2 separate regions of the Xenopus laevis genome follow, and region 2 is linked to region 1. Evidence: chromatin contacts called from public Hi-C data. All regions are on one chromosome and are shown on one strand. Each heading gives the region's core, a stretch centred on a gene start, on an enhancer-like site or on the middle of the called end of the contact. The rest is flanking DNA. Distances are from core to core; before and after follow the strand shown. Region 1 overlaps LOC121397070 (stonin-2-like). Region 2 holds the start of LOC121397070 (stonin-2-like).

Region 1 (4,681 bases), core at 1,853-4,352:
CAGTCACAGTGCAGCCATAACCAGTGCCAGGGCCACATTATTTGCAAGGGCCACACTGAAGAAATCCTAAAAGGTGAGATTTTGTTTTATCCTTTGTTTTTTCACAGATTTGGTATGCAACAACAACCCCCATATAAAATCCTTTTGGATGGGTGCCATTGCAGCTAAAATTTTAAGAAATAAAGTATTCACATTGTAGGAAAAATTTATGTTTCCTTTCCAATCAGTTTAATATCCACACCTTTCCACTTCTGCATGAATCTATAGTTATGCATTTTAAAGCAATACAAAACTAGAATGTAATTCAAAGTATTATATCACATACGGTAGATCCTTATTCAATGGGTATGCTTAGCTTATAAACATGCAGTACTCTTAAACTTCTGTTCTTGTGCCCCTCACCTGAGTTTTTATCAGGCAGCCTGTTAATCCTCCATACGACAGCATTATATGCATTTTCATACTTTGCTGTTCCTAGCGTAACTCTCATGGCTGGTTCTGACCCAGACAGGCCAGGAGAGCCAAAGCTTGCTTCCCTGTTGATTTTGGCCTTCAGTGACCTTTCGCCAAGCATACTGTCCCTTCGGAAATAATTAACCCACTCAGCAGGGACAGGGTGTCGAATGGTAACATTTTCACAGGGCACTTGCAATAAATTGTCCCGATTTGAAGAGAAACCAGTTGACATAACCAACCAACTCTGTAGCTGAACTTCAGCTCCACGTACACAAACTGCAGTCCTGAGGGTAAAAGGCAAAGTCTTCTCAGAAAATAATGTCCGGAATCTCATTAGTTCAAACTTGCAGGCATCCAGTGGAGTGAACACTACCATCCTAGAGCTATGAAACATTTTTTCATCTACAGACGCATGGAATTTGCATTCATGAAGTTGCACCCACTTGGTTGTTGTCGTTGGCATGATGTCATTTCTGGCAACAACTTCATTCCCTTTAATAAGGATGTCATTAAGACCCATCCTACAGTCAGCAATTCCTGAGATGAAACTAAGAATATATATATGAGTGACTACAGAATGAAGAATGAGTTGGTTATCTCCCTTGCCCAGTATTCCGTGGAATTCATCTCTTACATCCACAGTGATATCTTCTTCAGTGTAATTTTGGTGCACAGTGCTAAGATCTATTGTGGCTGGTAGCATAAACAAAATGTCTTGGATATTAGCAATAAAACTAATGAAGTCAGAATAGTCTGTGGTACCTAGTTTGACTACCTGCTCCTTTTCTCCTGTGTGAGTAACTAAAGGCATAGGTTGGTATTTCCGTTTTTCTCTGTATATAACTTTATCAATCCTAATTGTGTGAATCCTCCCATTCTCATCATAATTCTGGAGTTTGGGTTCTGATATCTCATGATTCTGCTCAAGTTTATATTCTCTGAAGGGTTTCTCCAGACCCTTTTCATAGAAAAGTTGCAGGATACCAGATTCCGTAACCTTGACATATATGGGACCCCAATGTCTGGAAGACATGATATTCTTCTTCTCTGGTATTCTCAGCATCATTGACCAGCCATCCTTTGGCTGAGGTTTAGTGAAGCTTAAAGAAGGACCAATAGTATCAACATCTTTTAGAGGATCATCCGGCAAAGTTGGACTACCAGGAGAATCTGGGTCTTCCAGTTGAATCTGCTTGAGGCACTCTACAGCATCAGCTTGCAAGGTTTTTTTCCGATAGTCCTCAAATTGTTCAGTATCAAGTTCTTCAGAGAGAAGAGAAGTGAAATTTCTTTGGCATGGTTCCTGATCACTGGATACAGAGGAGCACTCAGAAAGTTTTTCTTGCTTTTCAAAATAAGAACTGAAGGGATTTATTGGGGAGGGTAGGACATTCTTCAATGTTTCATCGTGAAATGGATTAGGAGTTTTTGTAGGAGGGGAATTTAAAGAGAGTTGTCTGTGTAGTGATTTAAAATCAAGTCTTTGTGCTCTTTGGAAATCAACCAGTGAACTTTTAGGCCGTTCCCTTTTTTTAAAGGAGGATTTTGGACTTTCCTGTTGTTTCTGGTTGGAGTCTTTTGGAGAAGGTGAAACAACCTCATCTTCAAAGGTGACCCAGTTTCGAAATGTAGACTTTGTTGGTGAGTCTGTATGCCCGTTTATGGAGAAACTACTGATGGAGCAGCCAAGGTTTTCCATATCTAAGTCCTCATCCTCTTGAAAAGAAGAGGAATTGTCTGTAGAATGGGATGAGATAAGATAAATTAGAATATTATTTTTATTTAGTGCTACTTTAACATATTCAGAAATCAGTACAAAATTTGATGTATTATTCTCGAAGTCTATAAAGGTTTTAATTTATCCATTTTATGATATATAGTATCTAGTATTGTCTATGGCAACTGGACTTGCTGTGTAATCTTGAAAGCATTCCACAACTCATCTGAGCAGCTTCTTCAACTCAAGGGTAATACAGTCACAGACATCCGCTCTCAATGGTTCAATTTAACTATCATGAATACACCTACATAATGAATTATTAAAACTTGTTGTTTGTTTTTCAGATTAGATAAATGACATGGTAAAATACTTTACACACTAGAATTATCTAACAAGATAAATCCTGAAAAGTTGTAACTGAACTGTAGAATGCACAGTCTAAACTAATAGCTCTCAACATGGTCCTTTCATACATTGTGTCAGTCTAAATGTATATCCTTCTTTGCATTTCCCCATTTTGAACAGAACTCATTGTTTTGTAATGAGCAATAAAAACAACATTGTACAAATGTATTAGAAGCATGATAACTGATGCACATCCTGGTCTTGGAAAACTCACAAGTAGTTATGTACATTACATTTCATAATGCTATATAAACATGACAGTAGTAATTTTTCCTTGCAGGAAGATTCTCAGACACTTTCAGCCAGAACAACAGGAACTATGACCTCTGCTACAGCACATTCTGGAATTCAGGAAGAGTCAATGACCTGAGTTGGGGCTGCCTGTGGTGATAATGAAACAGAGGAAGAGCGACTCACGGGCTATTCAGCTGTGCTGCTGATAGATAGAAGGTCATGTGCAGGAAGCATCTTCATTGTCAGCAAGTGGGGTTCTGCTTGAATTCTATCATTCTTTGTTAACCTTTACACTTGGGATTTGTAGGTTGTTGGTAAGTTACATAAAGCATTACAGAATGTTTCTTTGCTGCTGCTGCTGCTGCTATGGCTGTCCTTGCCTTCCTCACTACTTGCATGTAATACATTCTACTATTTATCCACAGATTAATTTGGGACTCATATACTGATGGTGGGGCAGGGTGCAACATGCAAAAAACAGGGGCAAACTACCATGTTTTTCATCCTCTGCACCCTGACCATAGCTGTAAACACATGCGGAGCTCAAGGACCTGTGCATTACTCATGAATCTAGCTATGCCTACTTTGGCAGCAATATATTCATGAGAGGCAAATGTTGAAAGGCACGTAGGTGCCTTTCCCTATGGTAGGCTGCAGAACGCAGTAAGACTGTGGACACAAGTGCTGTTTGATTGAGCACTAAGAGGTGCCATTTTGTGCCCCTTATCACTCTAGGGGGCAAATTCACTAAGGCGTGAAGCGCCGAACGCTAGCGTTAATTCGCTAGCGTTTGACATTTTCGCTACTGCGCAAATTCACTAACGAACGCTGGCGTAGTTTCGCCAGTGTTACTTCGCAACCTTACGCCAGGCGAATCTTCGCTAGCGACGAAACTACGCAAATTCACTAACTTGCGCAGTGTAGTGAACGCTACCTTTTACGCTAGACTTCCTTCGCCACCTCAGACCTGGCGAAGCGCAATAGAGTAGATAGGGATTGTTTCAAAAAAAGTCAATTTTTTTTCTAAGTCCCAAAAAACGCTGGCGTGTTTTCTACATGATGGCTGATAGGCTGTAAAAAATCGAAAATTTTTTGGGGCTCCCCTTCCTCCCCCCTACTTTTCCTGACTCATGGCAACTTACCTAGACAGTGGGCACATGTGTAGGGCAAAATAAAATTTTTATTTGCAGATTTGAAGGTTTTCTAGGCATTTGTAGTGCAGATACGTGTTCCTCCATTGAAATTTGAATTTCGCGCCGTATGCAAATTAGCCTTCGCTAGCGCAACTTCGCTTTATATAGCGAAACAACGCTAGCGCAACTCCGCAACCTTACGCTACCCCTGTGCGCAACTTCGGATTTTAGTGAATTTGCGAACCGCTGGCGAAACTACGCCTGGCGAAGAGCGGCGAAGTTGCGCCTGGCGCAACGTCGCATCTTAGTGAATTTGCCCCCAGGAGTCTTCTTAATTTAACCCTGTGGTCTCGGCTCATGGTATACGAAGTACCTGCTTACTGGCCCTCAGCAACATTAGGCGTAAGCAAATGGACACAAATACGAAGAATGAAATAATCTACCAGTAGTTAAACACATGCCTGTTTTGCCACCCATAATCATTTTGTTGCCCATGCTAGGGCAGATTAAGCATGGGCATCAAAACATCCCATCTGCTATTACCCTATATGTAAAACTTGTGGTAATGGCTTCATAATTAATTACAAAATAAAGAGGCAACCATCTAAACAGGATACATTTTCACTGTCACTTGTTTTCGACCTTCCTTTATTAATACACATATTAAATATATATATATATATATATATATATATATATACAGACTATTCTATGGGTCTACATATACAAATGC
Region 2 (4,822 bases), core at 1,514-4,013, 40 kb after region 1:
AATAGGTATCTCCTATGAGCAACTCACTTATGCATCTACTGTATATGCAATACCCAATTAGAGAAAGATAGGGGAAATAAAGGAATGACTGACAATAAGTTCTGAAGTGGAGGATGTGATATTTCTTCTGTCACTTTTACATTAAATGTCATCAACTCTCATTATCAGCACCCCTCTGAGTCAGCACTTCCACTTCCACCCATAACTTTTAAAGAACTGATTTCATGTCTATTTAATAAAGTGTCATACCTAATGCCCTAAGTGAAGTTACATTTTCAGCATTTTCTATTTTCTTTTTCAATATATGGCACATCAACTCTAGCAAATAAAGTGACAGATATTCTTACACTGTCCAATCGCCTCTTAGAAATAAAATAATGGCTCTTCTCCCCACTGCCACCTTGCTTTCATGCTTCTTAGACAACAGTATTCAGGTACATTGGAGATACAGCCTTTGGTCAGGGCCCCTCGTAGTTCAGAACAAGGTAACATATATAGGAAAGCATCAAAAATTGTCTCAGTTATTCTGTTGATTTAAGAATATCTTGAATATTCTTTTTTGCCACAAATCTCATCCTAATTGATCTTCTAGCAGGGCAGACCACATAAGTATTCTCCAGAAATCTTTTTCCAGTTATTAACCACTTTTATCCTGAGGTATCAACTGTGTATTTAAATCAGTGGTGTAACAACTTGGGTCCACCCCCTCCTCCACAATCTTCAGAGGGGCCTAACACTCTGCAACTGACCCTGACCCTACCTTGTCACTCCCTCAAGTAAGTATGTAGAGTGGCTAAACAGAAAGATGAGCCCACATCCGGCCTCTGATGTCCTGTCCAATTGCCTGTTTTTAACCACAATCTTTTTATCCCTCTGGAAACTGTGTTATTGGACTTTTGGCCTGTGTCAAGCTTCCTCCTTGGTCCTCACTTTCTCTCAGTAGGCCGAGTGGCCCTGGACTGTATGACAAGAATTGTGTAACTTTCAAAAATATATGAACCAGTGCTAAATTTTGCAGCAACTTTTACCTAGTGCAATTAATAAAAAAAAATTATATAAATGCATTTTGGGGGGGGGGGGGGGATTTTGTGCTACTTCAGCACCAAGTCTGTGAAGGTTTTCATTATCCAGGTCTTGATATAGACTATATTTAGTTCAGGTCTGGACTGGGATTCAAAAATAGGCCCTGGCATTTCAGGCACAAAGTGGCCCACAGCATTGGACTGGGGGTTGCCGTGTCAGAGGGACCCCATACACCCCCCCACATCAGGCCTAACCCCCCTCCACCAGCCCCTGTCCGGCACTTACCTTTTTTTCTTCACGCCAATAGGGGAGATCAGGGAGCAGAGCTGGGAGCAGATCTTGGTGGGTGGGGCCCACAAGGTTTTTTCCCAGTGTCCATCTGGCCTAGTCCAAAAAACAATGACTGCCTATGACATTTGCCAGAATTCACAGACTGCCAGTTCGGGTCTGTTCTAGTTGTGTTAAGACTGAACTTTATCAGTAATGTTCAAAATTACTCAAATTCCAGTTGCTTTAGACTTGTCATTACTATATACTAATAAATGAGCACCCACATATGTTGGTACATCTTTATCAAAGAGCACACCCTGTGTATCTCACTTTTGCTATCTCACAACTGCTACCGACCCTTACGTATAAAGGAATAAATAACCATGAGAACAGAACCTTCCTACACTACATATTTGCCTTTATTTACATGCGTGGGTGCTGTCATAACAAATTACTATTTCTAGGATTTGAGAATACCTCAGCCAAGACATGCAATATGTCAGTTCCCACACATATTTCTAAATGTAAAGAATATGAAATAAATACATTTACCAAAGATCTTTAATACACTATATCCAGTATCAATTTTGGCATAAACTATATGCATCTTGATGCCTCTTAAGGTTCCTAAATTCAAAAGACCCGCTTCCATAGAATACAGACCTTTGCCTAAAACACCATGTCACAAGACATCATTCCCCCTAAACACTCTCTACATGAAATGGACAAATCATGTCTCTCACTTGTCTTTCAAATAGAATGCATATATCACCCACTGTTAACTAAACCTGCACATAGCATCCAGTACCATAGACATGACAGCATGCATCCCACCTAAATAAACCCAAAATACACAACTAAATAAACACTCTAGTAAATACCCTAAATGTATTGCACAGTAACCTTATGGCCATACCCTGAGTACTTCATCCCACAGACACCAGTGCATTTGTCTCATCACAATTCCCTGGACACACTTTTTGTATGAAACCATTAGAAGATATATTTCAGTGTTCATTTTTGGCCCCATACTTTGGGCTGAGCTACAATGACACCGTGCGGGCATCGGTTAGTAAGGTTACCTACCTGCAGTTGTATGTGGCATTTAGGAGTGGCAGTCAGTCAGCTGGCACTTTAACTGGATCTGCCAGACTGAACAGCTTATTATTTCCTTCAAGGTAGTTCAGAGATAAGGTAGTACAGGGGTGTAATAGCTCTACTTAAATGAGGTTCTTGGGTACTAAGGAAATGAAGTACTCAGCGACTTCACAGGTTTTGATCAAAGTCTTATGTTGTTACAGAGCTCGACCCAGCTCTCCATATCCATGTGCCAACTGATGCCACTGCACTTACCTACCCCCTGTGCCCACACGAACCCTCTCCCAGCAGGACACTGTTCAGACAAAACGCCTCCACGAACCAACTCGGAACTGTGAGCCGGAGAGACCGAGATCTCTAGGCCCCGCCTCCTCCGTGTAAACACCTGCTGATTGGTTCTATCCGAACATCTGGACAAAAGGGCTGATGCTTTAACCCCGTGTATGTGTCCTGGCAGCAGAGCTGAGCTGTGCAAGTGTCGGGCATGAAGCTTGAGTGGGTTTGTAAACAGCACAGGATTTTATAGCTCAACATATACAGGCAAAGACGTTAGCGCCCCAGTGCTGCAGCTTCACAGACTGATACTAGTAAGCTACAAATCCCCATGCCCCTCTGAATATCATAAAGAGGTCCTATAAGGGTGGGAAGTGATAGGGATACTTGCTTTTTATAATGTCTCGTGTGTAAATCAGTTATTGAGCCACAATAAAAGCCAACACATTTCAGACTAGTGATTATATCTCAGGTGAGACTGGCAAGTAGATATAATGTGCACCAGCAAAGCTAAAAAAAAAAAAAACAAGCAAAAGCTTAAAGGGTATTCACCTTCCAAACTATTTTTTCAGTTTAGTTTTCAGATTGTTCAACAGAAATAAAGATTTTTTTTTCAGTTGGTTTCCATGCTTTATTTTTTGCTTTAATTTTTTTGCACAATTTAAGTAGAATGTCCCTGTCTCTGGTGTTTCAGTAATTCAGCTCAGTAATTCAGTTGCCGATTCAGAACTGTTACAATTTTGCCACATTTCTCAGCAGCATCTCTGGCGTATTAGCAACTATTGTATCAATTCTAACAGCTGCCTGTAATGAAACCCAGAGATTTTGCTCAGCAGGGACAAAGATAAGACATGTATCAACTAAATGTATCAATTTAGAACAGTTTACAGAGTCGGCAACTAAGACCAGCTTTTAGACAGAATAATGGCAGAAAATATAAATATATGCTTTTATTGTTACATAGGAATCCAATGCATGTCATCCTGCTCCTTCCCAAAAAAACTGGGGCTCCTCATCAGGAGTCCTGCATTTTTCTGTGCCCCTGATAAGGAGTTTCTTGAGTCCCCCTCTTCTCTTTAATTGTTCATTAATTGGGGAGTTTACAGTTGACCCCCTGCAATGAGCACCACCAAATTATATTATATAAAGAAGTGCACTACCAGTATTTCTAAATCACATATTACTTAGCAAGCTGAGATGATTCAGACCTATCACTACTAGAGCACAGAATGGGGTTGGTGGTCTGACTGTACAAAACAATGAAAGTTATATGTCCAATTTACTCTGGTTGCTCTGTGCAGCAGCTCAGTTGAATAAACAAAACATCAAAGATTTAGGGTAGGGTAACACTGGGCGATTCGGTCGCCTGGCGACTAATCGCCACGTCTTTGTGGCAACCAATCTCCCCGGATGCCTTAACTCTGTCTTGTGCTGGCTAAAATGAAAAGTCGCCTGTGGCATGGCACACGCGTCGCTTCGGGTGACATACTCCAAAGTCACCTGAAGTTTCCTCGCAAGGCAGCTTCATGCAACTTCGGAATATGAAGCACTGCATGTACCATGCCACAGGCGATTTTTCATTTAAGCCAGCACAAGACAGAGGTAAGGCATTCGGGGAGATTGGTCGCCGCAAAGACGAGGCAATTAGTCGCCAGGTGACTAAATCTCCCGAATCACCCAGTGTGCCCTTACCCTTCAAGAAAAAACACTACCTGGAATAAATGTTTTGCAGTCAATCTGCTCGAGTTCCTTTTCCTTTGAATCTTTGACGTTTTGTCTATGACTACTAGATATGCTGCTGCATCTTACAGTTAAAGCTGTACCTCTGACAAATGAACCCTATTTAGACTTGTATAGATGTTATGCAATGTCCAGAAAGCAGAGACCCAAGGGCTGTAAAGTTTCTGGACCGTAACTCCCAGGATCCCTCCACAGTCAACCAGAACAAGAAAGAAATCAGATGGCATACACACATGCAAAATGTACTGAATATTCTTGGTTTATTAAGATTCCAATACACCAAGAATATTCAGCAAATTGCGAATGAGTGTGTGAGTGCCATCTGATTTCATTCTTGTTCTGGTTCTACTTGGAACCCCTGAGCAACAGTTCCCAGATAGAGCACCACCTAAGTTGCTACACGGAATCTGGATTCATT

The links. Hi-C and Micro-C count contacts between places; a contact is called where the count stands out from the background.
Region 2: a contact with region 1 is called in a Hi-C map of animal cap, with 4 times the contacts expected there. The contact joins the promoter of LOC121397070 here to the enhancer-like site in region 1. A contact is called at or near these places in 3 of 4 Hi-C or Micro-C datasets (the XL177 cell line, the XTC cell line and animal cap).

Annotation. Positions count from the first base shown.
Region 1 is chr8L:74,819,864-74,824,544 of Xenopus_laevis_v10.1, forward strand. LOC121397070 (stonin-2-like) reads right to left here. Exons shown (of 7, transcript XM_041572999.1): 5 at 403-2,193. Among protein-coding and RNA genes, the nearest start is that of gtf2a1.L, 24 kb to the left of the region's middle. Within about 2 kb of position 3,103, at least 1 of the 7 cell types and tissues checked has an H3K27ac peak or open chromatin away from gene starts, as enhancers often do.
Region 2 is chr8L:74,860,137-74,864,958 of Xenopus_laevis_v10.1, forward strand. It overlaps LOC121397070 (stonin-2-like), which reads right to left and starts at 2,764. Exons shown (of 7, transcript XM_041572999.1): 1 at 2,647-2,764.